Regions from separate parts of the Muntiacus reevesi genome. Here region 1 is linked to region 2. A link is a contact called in public Hi-C data. All regions are on one chromosome and are shown on one strand. Each heading gives the region's core, a stretch centred on a gene start, on an enhancer-like site or on the middle of the called end of the contact. The rest is flanking DNA. Distances are from core to core; before and after follow the strand shown.

Region 1 (3,586 bases), core at 514-3,013, 1.1 Mb before region 2:
CTGTAGTACATAGATCGTTGTTCCAAGGCATGTGGGATCTTTCAGGATTAGGCTCGAACCCAGAGGTCATACACCAGTAGGTGACTGCATCACTAAGCCACCATAGAAGCCCAGTATCACTCTTAAGAATGCTGCGTCATTCACAGCCTTGACAACGGTGATATATGGAAAAACAGCAGTTATTAGCAACTGACTGAGAAACTGAATGTTAAGATATATTACGAGAGCTTTTATATATGTGTGCTTTTACATATATATTATATATAATATGTGTGCATCACATGCACAAGATATATGATACAAATGTTTTGAAAAGTCAAAGTTCTAGGATAATAACAAAACAGAAAATCTAAATGATAAATCAGGATAGTCTCATATTTTATTTTCTTGTGCTACATCTTACAATTGAAGGTATCTTAAATTCAATTAAAGACACATCTAATAGAAATACTAGAGGGAGAGCATTGAGTAGGGAAAGGCAATTTTTGAAACCATAATGGTTGACAATATTCTAGACTTGATGAAATGCGTGAATCTTTTGGCTGAGGAATACAAAAATTCCATGAACAGGATAAATAAAACCAAATCCACACCATACATGGTAGAAAGGCTAAAGAATTCTACAGACCAAGGTAAAACATAAGAAGCAACTAAAAAGAAATGCTGTAAACAAAGGAAAAAACAAAGGGGGAATATTTATAATAGGGAGATGATTAATATATGAAATGCTTTTAATCAATAAGAAAAAAGTTTAATAGAAAAAATATAAACATGCAATGGTCAAGAACTGTATGAAAGATATCCAATTTGCACCAGTCTTTTAATATGCAAATTGAAATTTCCACACAAATGAGCACAGATTTAAAAATTAGATTGCTAATAACTAAAGTTAGAAAAATTAGGGGCAAGGAACATGCTCATAGTCTTGGCTGGAATGTAATTTACAATCTTTTAGAAGTCAACTTGGTTAACATTTATCAAAAATTTAATGCGTATGCTCCTCTATCCAGCAATACTACTTCAAGGAGTTGCCCGAATTACAAGAGATTGGCAATTAGGTTAGGTTACATTTGTAGGATATGATGCCATCTTTTTAAGAGGTGCTGATAAACAAAACATGAACGTGGCATAAAATTAAACATACTTTAGTAAGCACTTTGCTGAATTCTTTATGGCATGAACTCATTTTCATTTTTTAAAATATATAAACTTGTAGAGGAAAAAAAACTTAGAAAGTTACATACAGTAAATGATATCAATTTGTGTGTAGGTGGCGGAGGAGGTTTAAGAGCTGGTGGTGAGGAGCTGTCTGTTTTTTTAATCATAACTGTACCTCCCTTAAAGCACCTACACTCTTCAGGCTACAAGGTGGCTTTTCTTCCTAAAGAGTCAGACAAACTGATACGACTGAGCACACAGGCTGGATTTACGTTTCACTCACGGCTGTAAATTTTCTACCCCTCAAGCGGGAGGCTGACGAGGCACCAGAGTCGCCGCTCATCGACCATTCCCGCCCAGTCTAGGACCGATTTTCACACTCACATGGACTCCTCTAACGGGTGCCGTAATAAGACAAAAAGGCCCGAACTCCAGCGCACGCCTATGTGCGGGGCCTCCGAAACACTCCGCCCCTGCCCCGCCCCCATGCCTGCATCCTCCAATGGGTGTTCGGGGTGGGGCGGGTTTCGTGCAGTGCAGGGACAAGACTGGTTCTACAGTCTCTCCGCCCAGGCAGCGGGAGGGCAGCGTGATGACGTATCAACAAGGGGCGCGGGGGCGTAGCGCGCGCTAGCAGACGCGGCAGTATTAAACGGCTGCAGGCGCGGCGAGTTGTTAGTGGCTTCCTTCGTCTTAGGCGCTCGTAGTCGTTTTCCGCCTCTCGCTCTCATCCTGTGAAGCCTAAGCCGGCTACACCTTCCTCACTCCTACCTGTAGCCGTGTCATTGCGACTCCGCCACCATGTTCGAGGCGCGCCTGGTCCAGGGCTCCATCTTGAAGAAGGTGCTGGAAGCGCTTAAGGATCTCATCAACGAGGCCTGCTGGGACATCAGCTCAAGTGGCGTGAACCTGCAGAGCATGGACTCGTCTCATGTCTCCTTGGTGCAGCTAACCCTTCGCTCCGAGGGCTTCGACACTTATCGCTGCGACCGCAACTTGGCCATGGGCGTGAACCTCACCAGGTGAGCTCCAAAGCCTCGGGCATCCGGGCCTTGGTCCACTCCTACGTCTGGCTCTTGGCGGGAGCTCCGACGAGCCGGGCCCTCATTGGCTGGCGTGGGCCATCTGCGTCTTCTCATTGGCCTGCTGCGGAGTGAGGGTGGTGGCGGGACCCAGCAGAGCGCGCGGTTTGCAAAGCCCGCGCTGGCTGCAGCGCGAACAGCGAACCGGCTGTTTTCCGCGCCAAAGTCACAAAGCGGGTGGTGGCGGGAAAATGATGGACTTTGCGGTGCCAGGAAAAGACTGTTGCAGAACGCTTTGGTCATTAAGTGCAGGCGACTTGGACGAGAAACCTTGGTCCTGGTTGACTTTATAGTGTATCCTAGTTCTGTCACCCTATCTAGGGACCAGAGTATTTCTTTTTTTACTGCAAAGTTGCGGTGAGCACCCTAAGATCCTGGACTTGAAAACTTTCTCCAGGGCAGTGGCGTTCAACTTTTGAAATACACATATTTAAATCTTAAAGCTTATGATAAATACCATGTTGACAGCTTAAAGCTTATGATAAATACCCATAGTACATGCAGTGTACTTTAATAGGTGTATTAGGTCATTTTTAAAGATAGTTGGCCCGATAATTTACTTCACCCACCAAAAGGGATTTGAAATTCATAAAATATTGTTCTTTTATTTATATCCAGAAGCGAAATTGCTCTTGGTATATTGTGGGCCTTTGGGGTATAAATACTGCCAGATTGCATTCCAATATGCCTGGACCGGCTTGCATATCCCCCGTGCAGTACGTTTTCCTAACTCCCCAGTCTGACAGATGGCGTACTGGTTAAGGGTTTCCCTGGTGGCTTACTAGTAAAGCATCCCTTTGCCAATGCAGGAGATGGGGGTTCGTTCCCTGGGTAGAGAAGATCCCCTGGAGAAAGAAATGGCAACCCACTCCAGTATTCTTGCCTGGGAAATTTCATGGACAGAGGACCCTGATAGGCTACAATCCAGGAGGTTGCAAAAGGGTCGAACACCACTTGGGGTCTAAACTACAGCAGCTAAATGGTTAAAAATGGTAACTCCTGATTTTAATTCCATTAGAAAACTAACGATCTTGAGAAGATGGTGTTGATTTAAAACCCTTTGTCTTCTCTGTTTTAGCATGTCCAAAATACTAAAATGTGCTGGCAATGAAGACATCATTACCTTACGAGCTGAAGATAATGCAGACACCTTGGCACTAGTATTTGAAGCTCCAAGTAAGTTTACCCTTCTACTGAGTTATGGTAGAGGAAACTAAAATGCAGTGTCAGTATTTCCCAAGTCTGATGATTGTAAAATATACCTCTTAGTTTTAAACTTACCTGTTTTTCTTCAAATTTGCTTTCTTTTGGTAGATCAGGAAAAGGTTTCAGACTATGAAATGAAG
Region 2 (3,611 bases), core at 897-3,396:
AATCTTTGCTCCTTTGCATAGTAGCTTTTTGAGTTTTGACAACTAAATATAACATCCTCACGCTTAATTGGACTTCCCAGGTGGCGCTAGTGGTAAAGAACTCACCTGACAATGCAGCCGATGTGAGACACGGGTTCAATCCCTGGGTTGGGAGGATCCCCTGGAGGAGGGCCTGGCAACCTTCTCCAGTATTCTTTCCTGGAGAATCCCGTGGACAGAGGAGCCTGGCGGGCTACAGTCCATGGGATCGCACAGAGTCGGACACAACTGAAGCGACTTAGCATGCTCGCATATTTAAGTTAATTCAGAATAATTTGTACTTTATTTTAGTCGATTTATAGTTTCTGCTGTACAGCAAAATGATAGTTTACACATTATTCAGTATAGGTTATTACAAGATGTTGAATATAGTTAGTTCCCTGTGGTACACAGTAAATCCTTGGATTCTATTTATATATAGTAGTGTATATGCTAATCTCAATTTATCCCCCCCCCCCCCTTTCCTCTTTGGTAGGCCTAAGTTTGTTGTGTGAGTCTATTTCTGTTCTGTAAATTAAAGTTCATTTGTATCATACTGTAGATAGTTGGATGGCATTGCTGACTCCTTGAACATGAGGGTGGATGTGAGTTTGAGCAACCTCAAGGAGTTGGTGATGAACAGGGAAGCCTGGCATGCTGCAGTCCATGGGGTCACAAAGAAATAGGACACGACTGGAGTGACTGAACTTAGAGCCAACCTACAAATATGTGTTTTGCTGACTTTCTTCACACTGTGACAATCTCTAGGTTCATTCTTGTTGCAAAAGGTTTCATTTTTTTAAAATTAGTATGCCATTGCGCACATGCATGCATGAGTGTATATACACATCTTTTTTATCCAGTGTGTATATACACATCTTTATCCATTGTGTATATGTGTGTTTATATATACACACCACGTCTTTTTTATCCATTCCATTTGTTGATGGACGTTCAGATTGCTTACGGGTATTGGCTATTGTGAATAGTGCTGCTGTGAACATTTGGGGGTACATGTATCTTTTGAAATTAACAATTTTGCCCACATATATGGCCAGTTGTGGGACTGCTGGATCATACGGTAGTTGTATTTTTAGTTTTTTAAGGAACCTCCACACTGTTCTCCACAGCAGCTGTACGGTTCCCTCTTCACACCCTCTCCAGCATTTACTGTTTGTGGACTTTTTGATGATGGCCATTTGGACCAGTGTGAGGTGGTACCTCATCGCAGTTTTGATCAGCACTTTATTAGGTTGGCTTGACGATCAGACAAGTTAACAAATATGTTAAGTGCCTGGCACACAGCGGCCCCCAAAGTGTTGATTCCTTTCCCCTATTTTTGTGACACTTCTTTACAGTCATTTTATTTCCAGTGACTTTTATAGAATTATAAATATAGCAGAGAAAACATTACCTCGGTTATAACAACAACATCCTAAGTTTCACCCAAACTGTTGATGCTTTGCTGCAAAATAAAACCACATATTAGCACCTGAATCAATTGGAGCTGATACTGTGGTTCACCCGGCATTCTACCTGCTCCCTCGCCCTGCAGAATGCCTTGGGCATATTAGGTCCCTAATAAAATTGCTAGTTGAATGGTAGGTAGCTACAACCACCAAACTTGAAAACCGCCCCCACTTCCAAAAAAAAACATTGAAACCCTCAGTTCACCTTATATAACTGATTCTAGCAATAAACTTTTATTATGCTGATATTGAAGTAATCTCGGGTTTTATTGCACAAACTTTGTGGCTATTCGAATCCCCAAATACGTCGAATTTGTTTCTTGTTCAACAATCGTACTAATGCTTCTCCAATTCGAATGATGAACTTTAGTCTGTATTTAAAAAAGTTCCCACGCGTCTGATTTCGTCTTTGCTTTAGGGCTTTAAGCTCCCAACTGGTTGTTCCTAGAGCAGAGGCCGCCTGCGCACCCTGTAATTTTTCCAACCTGTACAAGGACAAGAAGGCCATCAGGTCCCACCTTTCGCGGCGAGACGCTGTCTTTGTTTCGTCTCTGCAGCCAATGGCGAACACACACTTCATACCGGAGGCTGCAGGGGGTGAGTCACCCTCCGCAGATCCGCCGGGAAACGCGCGTAGCCGCCTAGCCCGCGCCGCCCCGGGAAGCGACGCCCGGGAAGCGGTTCCCGGCACACGAGGCGGTTCCGACTGGGGCCGGCGGCTCCAGAAACCCGACCTGGGTCCAAATGGACGCCGACCTGCGCCAGCCCGAGACGCCCTTGGGCCCCCGCCGCCGTGAGTACCCGCAGGTCCTCAGCGCCCCCGCGCCATGGGGCGCCCGCCGCTCTTTGGCCCTCCGCGGGGGCTTCAGATGGGGCCCCGACACCGCAGGGCGAGGACCGGGTGGTCCCGGGGCCTAGCTGTGTATTCGCCGCCGCCACGACCCACTTGAGGGCCGCCGCGACCCACTTGAGGATCCCCGCCCCCGCGGGCAGCGGGTGGGACTTCCTTTGGTGGCCTGGACTTCCGGCGGTGCCAGCCGCGGGGTGGAGGCGGGACTTCCCGTCGGGCCTGCGCGTGAAAGATAGCGGGAGGGATTTCCGGCGTGGGGCAGAGGCGGGGCGGGGACTTCCGGCGCCGGAAGTGTGGGGCGTTGGGCTGCCGGGTCTTGGGGCGGCGTCTAGGCGGGGACTCGGGGACCTGTGCGTCCGCGTCCGTGCCGCGCGCCGCGTGGCTCGGGAGACACGGGCGGCAGCGAACTGCCCGGCTGGCACTGCGCGGTGGCGGGCTCGGCGGCGGCGTGACAGGTGAGTGCTGGCCCGCCATCTTCAGTTCGGGACCGCAGCCGCAGGCTGTGCGGCGGCGGCGGCCTCCCTTGGGCGGGGTTGTCCTGGGGGGCCTCGCGCACCCTGACCTGGGCACTGATTCCGCGCCCCTCTCCGACCCCGAGCCCCGCCGGGTCTCGACGGAGTTGGAACGCGCACCCCTTGCCCAGAGCGGCTGGGGAGGCGGGTCCTTCGAGGCCCCCGGGAACCTCCCACCCGCGAGCGTGTCGGAGCCCGGGGTCCCCAGGCCCCATTGGGGGTGTGGAACCGCGCGAGGGGCGCCGCGACCTTGAACTGGAGCGACGGGCCGTGTCCAGCCTCGCGTCCTGCCGGGTGCTCGTACGGAGGCCCCGGCGCGTTTCCTTCCTTCCCGGGACCGGGCAGCCGCGCGCACCTGCTGTGCCTTGGCCGCGAGCTGACGCCCTCAGCCCCTTCCCCCGGGAGTACCGACGGCGCTCTGAATTCCCAAGTGCTGCTTCTAAGACGACGACTTGACAGTTAATAAGTTCATCCTTGATGCGAGCTTATTCTTTTAATAATTGAGGTCTTTAAATAGCGTTGGTGGTTTTCCGGTTAGAGATGCCCCCAGCCCAGCATCAGGTCCAGAACTGGTGAGCGTGCCTTCGACTGGGTCGACGACAGGACATCGTCAGCCTGTTTACCGAGGCTGGACTGCGGGGCTGCCTTTGGTTGATGTCACTCAGCAGCTGAGTTTGTCGTTTGTCTTCAGGAATTCAGTAAGGGTACTTTTACAGTGAAGTGCTATGAAAAACTCTACGGGCTTTTCAGCCACGTTTTGTA

What was found. Hi-C and Micro-C count contacts between places; a contact is called where the count stands out from the background.
Region 1: a Hi-C map of muscle shows a contact between it and region 2, with 5 times the contacts expected there. The contact joins the promoter of PCNA here to the promoter of WDR37 in region 2. A contact is called at or near these places in 2 of 3 Hi-C or Micro-C datasets (blood and muscle).

What each region holds. Positions count from the first base shown.
Region 1 is chr2:46,272,867-46,276,452 of mMunRee1.1, reverse strand. PCNA (proliferating cell nuclear antigen) reads left to right here and starts at 1,763. Exons shown (of 6, transcript XM_065921464.1): 1 at 1,763-2,180; 2 at 3,319-3,416; 3 at 3,555-3,586. The coding sequence starts at 1,960.
Region 2 is chr2:45,169,088-45,172,698 of mMunRee1.1, reverse strand. It overlaps WDR37 (WD repeat domain 37), which reads left to right and starts at 2,146. Exons shown (of 14, transcript XM_065921418.1): 1 at 2,146-2,280.